3 separate regions of the Zea mays genome follow, and regions 2 and 3 are each linked to region 1. Evidence: chromatin contacts called from public Hi-C data. All regions are on one chromosome and are shown on one strand. Each heading gives the region's core, a stretch centred on a gene start, on an enhancer-like site or on the middle of the called end of the contact. The rest is flanking DNA. Distances are from core to core; before and after follow the strand shown.

Evidence for each region. A called contact is a pair of places that touch in the nucleus more often than the background predicts.
Region 2: a contact with region 1 is called in a Hi-C map of bundle sheath, with 3 times the contacts expected there. The contact joins the promoter of LOC103642291 here to the promoter of LOC542304 in region 1. A contact is called at or near these places in 4 of 25 Hi-C or Micro-C datasets (bundle sheath, ear, endosperm and 1 more).
Region 3: a contact with region 1 is called in a Hi-C map of ear, with 1.8 times the contacts expected there. The contact joins the promoter of LOC100192785 here to the promoter of LOC542304 in region 1. A contact is called at or near these places in 4 of 25 Hi-C or Micro-C datasets (ear, leaf, tassel and 1 more).

The regions. Positions count from the first base shown.
Region 1 is chr10:8,665,645-8,669,513 of Zm-B73-REFERENCE-NAM-5.0, reverse strand. LOC542304 (abscisic stress protein homolog) reads left to right here and starts at 2,096. Exons shown (of 2, transcript NM_001111891.2): 1 at 2,096-2,403; 2 at 2,535-2,942. The coding sequence starts at 2,173. The coding sequence ends at 2,720. TRNAT-AGU (transfer RNA threonine (anticodon AGU)) reads left to right here and starts at 3,656; the gene lies at 3,656-3,729.
Region 2 is chr10:9,039,586-9,043,454 of Zm-B73-REFERENCE-NAM-5.0, reverse strand. It overlaps LOC103642291 (ethylene-responsive transcription factor ERF115), which reads left to right and starts at 1,624. Exons shown (of 2, transcript XM_023301170.2): 1 at 1,624-1,813; 2 at 2,997-3,869. The coding sequence starts at 1,624. The coding sequence ends at 3,814.
Region 3 is chr10:8,961,698-8,965,566 of Zm-B73-REFERENCE-NAM-5.0, reverse strand. It overlaps LOC100192785 (5-formyltetrahydrofolate cyclo-ligase1), which reads right to left and starts at 1,743. Exons shown (of 7, transcript NM_001358553.1): 1 at 1,302-1,743; 2 at 488-578. The coding sequence starts at 1,646.

The DNA.
Region 1 (3,869 bases), core at 847-3,346:
AGAGAATTGTGCCTGTGCCCCACGCGCATTGCCAATGCAATTTGGTGGTGTGCTCCTTTATGCGCAAAGGAGCGGGAGATATTATTTGGAACGTCTGGTTGGCTGTAACCGGTGGAGGACGGATATGTAGCCCAATTTGTTTTTTTTTTGCTGCAGAAAAAAGAAAAAAGAAAAAACGCAGAATTCAGATTATAATCCTTGAATATGTTGAAATATGAGATATTTTTAGATTAAATTCCGAATATAAATTCGGAGCAAATTAGAAGAGCTGAAGTATAAGATCAAATCAGATGATGCGTACTGATCAGACATACTGATAGATATAGATGGCCAATAAGCCTGAGGTCCGCGAGCCCGGCACGAAGCCCGCTGTTTGGGCCCGGTCCGAGCCCGACACGACCCGGTTGTATGCGTGTCCAGGCCGGCCCGGCACGAATAAGCGCGCTGGGCTCGGACAGAAAACTAGGCACGGTGGGCTAGCCCGACACGACTCATTTACCTTTAAGCCTGTTAAGCCCGTTTTTACACTAAAACGTGTTTAACGGCCTGCTTAGCCCGTTTTTCGACCCGTTTAGACCCGCTGCGGGCTGGGCTCGGACAGAAAATCGATCCCGCGGGCTTAGACGGTCCGACCAGGTTTTCTAACCGTGTCTAACAGACCGGACCCAAAACGGGCCAGGTTTTAACAGGCCCGGACCGGGCAGGGCCGTTTGGCTATCTCTGGCATATAATGACAACATAGCGCACAACCGCAAGAAGAATATTTTGCGGTGGTTAAAGCGGGCGGCCGCGGGGTTTCATCCCTAGTGCTGCGACCTCATTGTGAAGTGTATAGATAGATTGACTAATTTTTTCCATCAACTTAAGCTTTTTAGATGACTGATCAATATGTTCACAAAAAAGATTTTCCTGCTTAAATATAGTAGATGTATATGCCTCATGAAGAATGCAATCATCTTTGACATGAATGGACACAGACTGTAGATGAATGTTAGTTTTTTTTGTCTCCATCAGTCGAATCCGCGGGACCCTAAATCGATCAGCGAAGAGGAATAAATATCTTCGGTTCAGGGTCGCCATCGGCATTCCGTGTCTTAATGCGAGGGAAGCTGTATCTTGGTAGCCTTTTGCATTATTTTTTTTTCCAACCGGCCGACACCGTCATCTTCTCCTCGTGAAAAGAGATATGATCCGGTTGCATTAGTACTAGATGTGTGGAAACAAATCATATGCCTGATATTTTAGGCGCTGGTGGTCGGTGTGAAAGAGCGAGAGGAGGAGGATGAGACTGAGAGGTGCAGCCGACATATGGGCACACGTGTCAAACCCATATAAAAGCTGGCTTCGGTGTGTGGGGGAAAAAACTGCTTTCCGGATATTCCAAGGATCATCCGTCTGCCCTGCCGACACTGTATCTCAGCTTGCTTCGACCACGAGCTCGGTGGGCCCTGCCGCCCAACTACATCTGTGGGCCCACCGCCCAAATAAGCTGCCCTGTCCGGTTGGGCAAGCAGTAAAGGTTTGGAACATGTTCGTTTGGTTTTAATTTATACTAGATTCTATTATTTTTATAGTATTTTTGTCTTTATGAATTACAACTCTAATAGTCAAACAACTGACTTTAATCTTAAACGATCTTAGAGGATGTTTAATTTACGAACTAATTTTTAGTCCATTTATTTTAGTTTAGTCTCTAAATTATTAAATATATAAACTAAAATAGAGTTTTGGTTTTCGTATTTAATAATTTATGGACTAAGCTGAAATAAAATAGATGGACTACAAATTTAGTCTCTAAAAATCAAACACCAACTTAGTAGGTTGAGTACCAGTTTTGTAACAATCTGTATTATCTTATAAGGGAATAATTGTATATTCGATCATGCAAATAGTTGAATCATGTATATAATATAAAGATGTTCTGTAGACGGTGCATATCGCTTCTAATTAATCATGTCTGAATTTTGATAATAATGATACGCGTACTGATTTCCACCACCGTCCATAATGCCATGCCAGCTCAGTCCACAGGGCCCCTCCATCCGGCTATATAAGACGATGAGCAACTGCCAAGCAACAAGCAAGAACAGCTGTCGATCCAATTGTCACTTGCTCTCCCTCCAACAAGCTAATTAAGGCCGGTCATCCCTCTTCTAGCTCGTTTCATTATCCATGGCGGAGGAGAAGCACCACCACCACCACCTGTTCCACCACAAGAAGGACGAGGAGCAGCTCGCCGCCGGCGGGTACGGCGAGTCCGCCGAGTACACGGAGGCCACGGTGACGGAGGTGGTGTCCACGGGCGAGAACGAGTACGACGAGTACAAGAAGGAGGAGAAGGAGCACAAGCACAAGCAGCACCTCGGCGAGGCCGGCGCCATCGCCGCCGGCGCCTTCGCACTCGTACGTAGTCCGTCCGATCCGATCCTCCTTGAGTAGTATATATATATACATACATGAACGAGAAAGAATAATATATATATTAATCGAACGAACTGAATGACGGTCACCTCGTGTGACGTGGACATGCACAGTACGAGAAGCACGAGGCGAAGAAGGACCCGGAGCACGCGCACCGCCACAAGATCGAGGAGGAGGTCGCGGCGGCGGCGGCCGTCGGCTCCGGCGGCTTCGCCTTCCACGAGCACCACGAGAAGAAGAAGGACCACAAGGAGGCCGAGGAGGCCGGCGGCGAGAAGAAGCACCACTTCTTCGGCTGATTGATCCTCCCGTATCGTCGTCCCTCCCCGTGTGCTACGCGTGCGTGTGAGAGTGATATCGAGCGCCCGCCGTGTTGTGCGCGCGTACGTATGTATGCGCTCGTGTGATGCACGAATAAGCGTGGCTACGTAATCTATCGTATGTATACGTGTGTGTATGCATGTGCTTGTGTATGATCGTGGTACGAGGACCGAAAAAATGTATGCAACTCTGATTTACTTACATGTTTAGTTGTTTACGTTTCTCCAAAAGTATTAGTACCCATTATGTTATATTTTACTATATTATATTTTATTGATTATTAAACTATGTATGGATGAAATTACTATTTCAAGCTGGTAGCTAGACCGAGATAAAACTCGTCCGTGTTGTTTTAACGGGTGTATTAATTTTATTCCAAGTTAAATATTGTTTACGAACCTAGAGAGAAAAAAACACGCACATATAGTATGAATCATATATGTCGGTTTTACAAAATGTATACATTTTCTAAATATGTGAATCGTATATATATATAGTATATGAGAGTACTGCGGCTAATTAAAGCTACCTGTACTACTAAGATCAAGAATAACACATATCTAAACTGCAAAAAAAAAAGATAGAATAAAACACCTTTCTAAAAATTTACGTACTCACAAGTTTAGAAAAGGACCACATACTCACAAGTTTTTTTTTTAAAAGGACCACATACTTGCATTTTATAATTATCTAAAAATTCATGTTCACATTTATAATAAAATTGTAAATGACGAATAAGCTGAAGAGTAAATAATGATCGGCATGTGAGATCTTGGTCTCTCATTATACCAGACCTATTCATTAACCACATTTGGATACGGAACAACAAAAAAATGTCTACAGATGGAACGTTTTGCAAGTTCATAACTTAACTTTTGATAACAATAAGTTGAACAAAACAAAAGAAACAAGAGCTTTCGTAGCTTAGTTGGTTAGAGCACCCGTTTAGTAAGCGGGAGGTCTTGAGTTCAACTCTCAACGAATGCATTTTTTTTATTTCCGTTACATTTTTAACAAATGAAATAAACATTTGAACGAGTCGCTTTGCTAAGAAGTTGCAGATGACGCAGCCTGACTTACAGGAGAACGCACATTTTTACGGGATAATCCATGATTATTGAGGTAAA
Region 2 (3,869 bases), core at 375-2,874, 370 kb before region 1:
CACACTTATCACGACCGATCAATTCTACTATGGGATGTTTAGCCCAGGCGAAACATCTCTGCCTTTTCTCGCCAATATCATATACACCCGAGTACGGACGGCCATGGAGAATGGTTTTAAAAAAAAACGTTGGATACTTTGTTTTTTTATAAAAAAAAGGCCCATAACAAATTGTCCCAAACTTGCCCACCTCCTTCCTTACAACAACAAAAAAAAAATAACAGTATACAAATCCAGCCACGCATATGCGATGATGAGCGAAGACCCACTTTTAAAATTCGTGCAACTCACCCGCACAACGCTTTATATGTGATCCAATCCAAATTCCCCCCCCCCCCCCCCCCCCCCCACCCCCCTGCGATTTCACACGTGCGCAGCCGAGTGCTAGGTAGCCGACATCACGCGACAATGACGTGACGTGGAGAGGGAGCTAGGAGTACAATAATGACGGGGCTCTCGTCTTGCGACACGTGTGATCGTTGACTGAGCCAAACCAGCATGGAGGAGAGGACAACGCGAGGCACGCCGGTCAACAAGTGTAATGCTTGCTGCTACGTGTTAAGTGCGTCGGGTGTGACGTGACGGTTTCCTGAACAGGGTTTAGCTCTAGGTTCCGCATGTCTGACTGTCTCGACACGTTGCCATTAGAGTCGCTATTAGGGCATATACAGTGGTGTTTAATATGGAGGCTCTTAAGTTGTTTTAGGGGGTTATTTGTAAAAAAATCTTAGAGCCGTCTCTCCGTGAAGAGACGCCTCTGGCTCGTAAACCAAGTAACAACAGACGCCTCACTTCCCACTGTACGAATTTGTCGTCTGTTCTATCGATCTGATGCTATACAAATATATTTAATTCTGTATTTATTAATAGACTACGTTTAGAGACACTCCATTGTACAATAGAGTCTCTTAGTTGTCTCCTGTGCTTGGAGAACCGTTTTGGTGTCTCTCCACTGTACATGCCAAGTAACAACATCGCTATTAGGGCATGTACAGTGGAAAGACACCAAAACGGTTCTCCAAGCACAAGAGACAACTAAGAGACTCTATTGTACAATGGAGTGTCTATAAACGTAGTCTATTAATAAATACAGAATTAAATGTATTTGTATAGCATCAGATCGATAGAACAGACGACAAATTCGTACAGTGGGAAGTGAGGCGTCTGTTGTTACTTGGTTTACGAGCCAGAGGCGTCTCTTCACGGAGAGACGGCTCTAAGATTATTTTGCAAATAACCCCCTAAAACACCTTAAGAGCTCCCACATTAAACACCACTGTACATGCATCCATAGGTCACGCCTGTCACGTAGCGCTACTATGCATCCATAGGTACCGGCCGCCGACCGAGCCGTCCATCTCGTTCTCGGCCGTGTCGTCCGTACTGTCGTGCGGTGTGTGAACGGCTGGCCGGGACTGTTCGTTCATGTGCCACGCAGCGGTGGCGAACTCCGGGGAGCAGCGGCGGCGGCTTCTCGCCGCCGACGCCGACAGCGACGGAGAAGGAGGAGGAGGAGGAGGAGGAGGAGGAGGAGCAGGCCGCGGGGAGCCGGCGGCCGTGATGGCCACCGCGGCGGCGCCGTGGCAGGAGAGCGGCAGCAGGCAGGCGCGGGAGATGTCGGCCATGGTGGCCGCGCTCGCCAGGGTGGTCGCCGGGTCCGCTGCGCCGCCGGCTAAGGGGCCCGGTGGCGCCGGGCTGCTGGCGCAGGCGCAGGCGCAAGATGCGTCTATGGCCGAGGCGTGCTGGCCGTACCCGTACGCCGAGCTGCAGCCGCACGTCGCCGAGCCGTCGCCGAGCCGCTTCGTGCTCCACGGTACGTCGATGTCGATCGCTGCCGCTGCCTCTGCCTGCCATACCGTAGCAGCAGCATAGCACAGCAATACAGCATACTCCATTTGGTCCACGAATTAATACGCATGTTTTTTTTTGTTCCTTCTCCTTCCTTTTCTCATGCATGCATTGCTCCGTATTTTGTACGTATTATTTTTATACTCTTTTGCTCGGTCATTTAGAAGATGCATGTGGTGGTAGAAAGCACGCACGCACGCACGTCACGTTGATGATTTGTCATGATTCTTCTATTGGGTGGGCTGGTTAGGTCAGATGTGCACGGAGTCGGAGGTCCGTGGCTTACGCCTCCGTACGGTACATAGGGGTGGTACCAAATAACCTTTCACAAAAAAAATTAAGCTCTTTAAATAATATTAGTTCAAAAAATAAATATAAATGAAATATGATCCTAATCTGATTCGACTCTTAAAGTTTGTAGTGTAAAATCTAAAGTCTATTAGAGCATCTTCAAAGCTCTTTAAAAAATGACTCCTCAAAATCAGTTTTAATAGGTATCTAAAAAATTAGTGAGAGTAGATTTTAATCCTTTCTCCAACAGATCCCTTAAAATGGCAGATTATTTCTGAGAAGCCCAAAACTCTACAAATGAAAGAGTTTTAAGTACTATGAAAAAGTTAAGAGCATGTTGAAGACACGTTTTGTGTTTTTCTTGTTTTTGTGTTTTTCTTGCATATCGGAAAACTATTCTTTATAAAGCACAACCAACACGAGCTATAGTGGTTAAGAGACGGCATTCTGGTTTTACGAAGCTAAACCAAAAAAAAAATCAATTGTTTGTTTTCGCCTTTCAGGCTTCACGAAGCTAAAAAATAGTTTTTCTAAACTTCTGGATTTACGAAGCTAAACTATAAAAAAAATAGTTGTTTGTTTCAGCTTTTGCCTTTTGGTCTTTCACGCTGACAAGCTGTCTAGAAGCTCAAACAAACGGGACCAACTTAATAATGATTTTATGGTTGTCTATTTTCTCACAATCAAATATGTCTACAGCTAAATAAATAAACTTCACACTAATCAGGTTGCTTTCAAAGAGCAAGATGCCGTATTGCGATTGCGGATACGTAAAATGCATATCTCTGCTTCTTTGTTCCAGGGAAAGAAAAAAGAAAACAGAGCATGGCTAAAACACAGATGAGCAGAGTAACCAACCTCTGTGACCTTCCATGCAGGCCACAGCGCGACGCAGCTGTCGGAGGAATATTGGCCTGCGGCGGCGGCGGCGGCCGCTAGCTCCTCGCAGCACCGCGCCGCCTCGGCCGGCGCGGACGACGACGAGCTCCCGTCCCCGCCGTCGGCTGGTGGAGTCAGCAGCAGCAGCACCAGCGCCAGCAACCGGGCGGCGGCGCGGAGGCGGTACCGCGGAGTGCGGCAGCGGCCGTGGGGGAAGTGGGCGGCGGAGATCCGGGACCCGCACAAGGCGGCGCGCGTGTGGCTGGGCACCTTCGATTCGGCCGAGGCCGCCGCGCGGGCCTACGACGGCGCCGCGCTCAGGTTCCGCGGCAGCCGCGCCAAGCTCAACTTCCCCGAGTCCGCCACGCTCGCTTCCGCGCCGCGCGGGCCTACGACGGCGACGGCCCAGCAGCGGCAGCATCCGAGTCTGGCTCCAGCCGCGCGGCCTGCCCGGCCGGAGGCGCTGCTGGAGTCGCAGGCGCTCCCCGCTGCCGGAACGGACCCCTACTCTGAGTACGCCAGGTTCCTGCAAAGCGGCAGCGGCGGCGGTCCCAGCGCGTCGTCGGGGGTACTTCCGACTACAAGTGTTAGTGCTACGTTACTGCCTGCACCACCGCCTTCTACTGCTGCCTCGGCGGCTACGGCGTACGGGTTCGGAGCAGAGGGCGAGGCCCTGGGGGGCTACGGCTACCTCTCGCCGCCGCAGAGCCGCGCGGGCTCAGGAACGCCCCCGGCGGCGTGGGCGAGCGTCTACAGCTCGTCGTACCCGCCGTGGCGGTGGGACCAGTCGGGTTGATCACAGTCAACGGCTCGGCGCGAAAACGGCCGCCCGGGCCGAATTTTTTTTTTGC
Region 3 (3,869 bases), core at 494-2,993, 300 kb before region 1:
TTTTCAAACTGACAGAGTTAGCTTCCATGATGGTGGTGCCATGCAATCAAGATGGTGGACAAACAGCATAGAGGAAGACTTAACTCTTTGGTAATTTTTCTCTGAGCACAAGCTTGCTGGTGTGAACAGCAGAGGAGGGAGCCTTACAGTGCGCACTCAGGGAGTCAGGGCTATAGGGACATTTGAAACCTTTTCTAGGACCTACTGTCTTGTGTGAGTGGTGTTGTACACTTGGATACTCTTTCCTGTTCAATAAATGGCTCGCACTCTCCTGCGCATTTGAGAAGAAATAAACAAGCTATCTTCAAGAAAGGTTGATGATACTGACAGCTACTTGTTTTAGCCAATCTAGGAACTAGATGCACCAGAGTTTTAATTTTTTTTATATGTGCTGACAAAGTCTATGCACATGCTAATATGCTGCTGCCACAAATAATACGTAGACACGATTAGGCCATTATAAATTGTAGCAATTATAGGTACAGACCTGACAATGTTAAGAACCGAACTTGCTTCTGAGGTGTGTCAGGATTGACCTTTACACAATGGGACTTCTGAAATATGTCAAGCCTCCCCAACTGGTGACAGTTCGAAACGTTGCAGGTGTTAATGATGAGCACGCGAAACAATTTACAAAACAACAGGAATAGAAACAAGAGTTGATGTTACAAATTATGTAATGAATGATCAATAAGTGCAGCAGAAGCGATAACTTAATCGCACAATCATAATTTCTTGCTCCTACAGATGATAAGAGAGCAATGTTTTGAGCCCTCAATTTGGATTAGAGAAACCAAAACATTTGGGTGTGTTTGGTTTGAAGAATGAGACGGTCCATCTTCTTACTCATTATTTTTTTGCTTGGTTTGTGGAATAGAATTCGTGGAATTGTTTGATCCATCACAATATCATTCCTCACAAGTTAATAATTAGTATATGCATGAGGAATGAGTTAATTTCACCAAAATTCATGGGGTGAACTCACCATGCACCAGCACCAGTGCACCACCTTATGAAGCATGCAGACCAAACACTCAGGTGCCTGATCGGATTGGTCAAATGCAATGCAGGGTTCCACATAACACTCTAACTGAAACACAATTTGATTTGACATAATTTCGCTTATAAGGCTAACACTAACAGCCTAACTTGCATATTTGCTGTCGGCATAATTTCACATCAGACGAAAGGTGGGCCGCCATTCAGCTCCGATTCCTTCCGGAGAAACTTGCTGTCGGCTTAGGTAGGAGGGCGCAGAACGGGCGGGCGAGAGAACGAGGGCGAGCGCGCGTACGGCGTACCGCGTCTGCGGCGGCGGGGGCGCCGTCGAAGTTGGGGATGCGGTGGTGGACGGGGCGCGGGTCCCGCGCGATGCCCTCAGCCTCGAGCGCGTCCCACACCCGCTTCCGTATCGCCCACTTCCAGGCCCGCGGGCCGGCCTCCGCTGCCGCGGCGGTGGACTCCATCCCGGCCCGCGCCGCGGCGTCCAGGCGCAGCCGCTCGGCCTCGAAGGCGGCCGCGTCGAACGAGGCCGAGGACGACGACGAGCTCCTGGCCGCGGACGCCACGGAGGCCGTGGCGCGGCGTGAGACGCGCGCGGCGCGGCACAGCGGTAGCGGCGGCGTGGCGGGGAAGAGGAGCGGCATCGCTTGGCTAGCTTCTGCGCACGCTCGTCACTCGCGCGCCAGGGAAGGGAAGCCACGGATTCGGGATATTTTCGCAATTATAGAAAACGGGAGAGCGGGTTTCACCGGAACGAAACGTTCCCGCACGTAGGGTTCGGTCTATTTGGATAATTCAGAGTTTGTGAAATTTTAGGATCTGAAAAAAATAAGAATCAAAATTTTCAAAATAATTTTAGGAACCGAACTCTAATAGACTCATAATTTTGATTCAGTCTCGAATAATAGAAACTAGTATCATTTGTTAAATATATACAATAAATAATTAATTGTAAGTACTATTATTGTTGGGTACCGTAATTAGGGGTACCCCCAATACTCTTAAGCACGGCTGGAAAACATCTTCAAAACAGGCCGTAAAGACTGGTAAGCACAGCTCAAAGTTAAAGCCTCATCTACCAAGGGACGCGATCTCGTCTCGTCCGAGCCCGACCTCGAGCAAGAACAGTAGTCCCGGACGGATTCACGCCTCGCCCGAGAGCCTCCTCAGGCAGTGGGCGCACCCCCGGCTCGTTCGAGGCCAAGCTCGGACAAACTTTGTCGTACAACAACCTCGACCAAATCGCCTTACCATCGACCGTATCGCATGCGCATTCAATGCGGGGATCACCTGACACCTTATTCTGACACACGCGTCTCAGTTGGCAAGGTCGAATTGACCGCAGTCACTTCGCCCCTTTACTGATCGTTCTGACAGGAAAACAACACTATTCACCCTGTTCCGACTACTGTGCCAACCACCAGGGTAAAACTAACGACAGTAAGTCACAACCTCCCCCGAGTTCAGTCTCGGGTGCAACAGGGAGCTCCGCCTCGCCCGACCCCAGGCCTCGGCCTCAGCCTCGCCCTCGGGAGAAGGTCTCCGCCTCGCCCGACCCCAGGCCTCAGCCTCGGCCTCAGGAGGAGTCACAACCTCGCCCGACCTCAGCCTCGGCCTCAGGAGAAGTCACCGCCTCGCCCGACCTCGGCCCGACTACGCCACAGGGGATACATCATTACCCTACCCCTATCTAGTTGCATCAGGCTACGAAGGAACAAGACTGGTGTCCCATCTAGATTACTCCGGCAACAGGTAATGATGGTTCTCTGCCTGCGTCCATGACGTCGATTGTTCTCAACTCTCTACGAAGGCAAAGAAACGTCAGCAGGACCCAGGACCGCACCGTCAGCTACGCTTCTACAGGGCTCAAGCACTTCTCCACCTGCCACGTTAGCACATAGCTACACCTCATATGTACAGCTGGGTCATCTCCTTGTATTTATAAAAGGGGATGCCCAGGGCCTTCGAGGGGAGGAGGGGTGGACGCAAAAGGAGGCCAACTCAGACGGCTCGCTCCAAGGTCAAACCCTCTCCCACGAAGCTTGTAACCCCTACTACGAGCACCCCGGTGCAAGATAATATAAGCCTCATCCCCCCTCTCGTGTTTCATCTTGCATCAACCCATCTGGGCAGGGACACGCAACATCAAATTCACTAGTCGGTTGAGGGTCCACGCGGGTCCAAAACGCCGACAGTTGGCGCGCCAGGTAGGGGTTCGGCTGCGTGTTGACAATACTTTCCCGTTGAGTTCCAGATGGATAATCTTCAGCAACCTCTTCGGCCCGGGACGGTGCTCCGCTTTGGGAGTCTCGAGTTCATGTCCCTCGACGGCAGCTACGACATGGTACTCCTCCCCCCGCAACACGACAACAACGACGGTCGTCGGCTCGCCCGGCGGAGGCGATCTCGTCGACAACATCTCCCCGTGGCGGAAGAGGAACACCCGGGTTTGCCCCGCCACCCTCCTCGCCGGAGGAGGAGGAGACGGAGCAACCATGGCCAGGCAAGAGGCGGCACCTCGTCGGCTGTCGGACCAGAGCGAGTCGACGACGCCGGCACCCCTGTCGGAGACATGTCGGGTGTTATCCTCGCACCTGGGACAATGACGGGTGTCGCTTCCCAGCAACGTGCCAACCCCAGGCGGACTAATGACGCCAGCACCCTTGCGAGGGACTTGTCGGGCATTAGTCTCGCACTTGAGATAACGGCGCATTCCATCCCCGATGCGACTTCACCACCGTCCATCAACCAAGAGGTACCATCCGTTTCCCATCCTGTTCCTTTTAGATTCAGCTTCGATCCACCGAGCGACCCTACTTCGGCGAGCGTTTTCGCAAGGGCATATCCTGACCTTCCGGGGTACCATA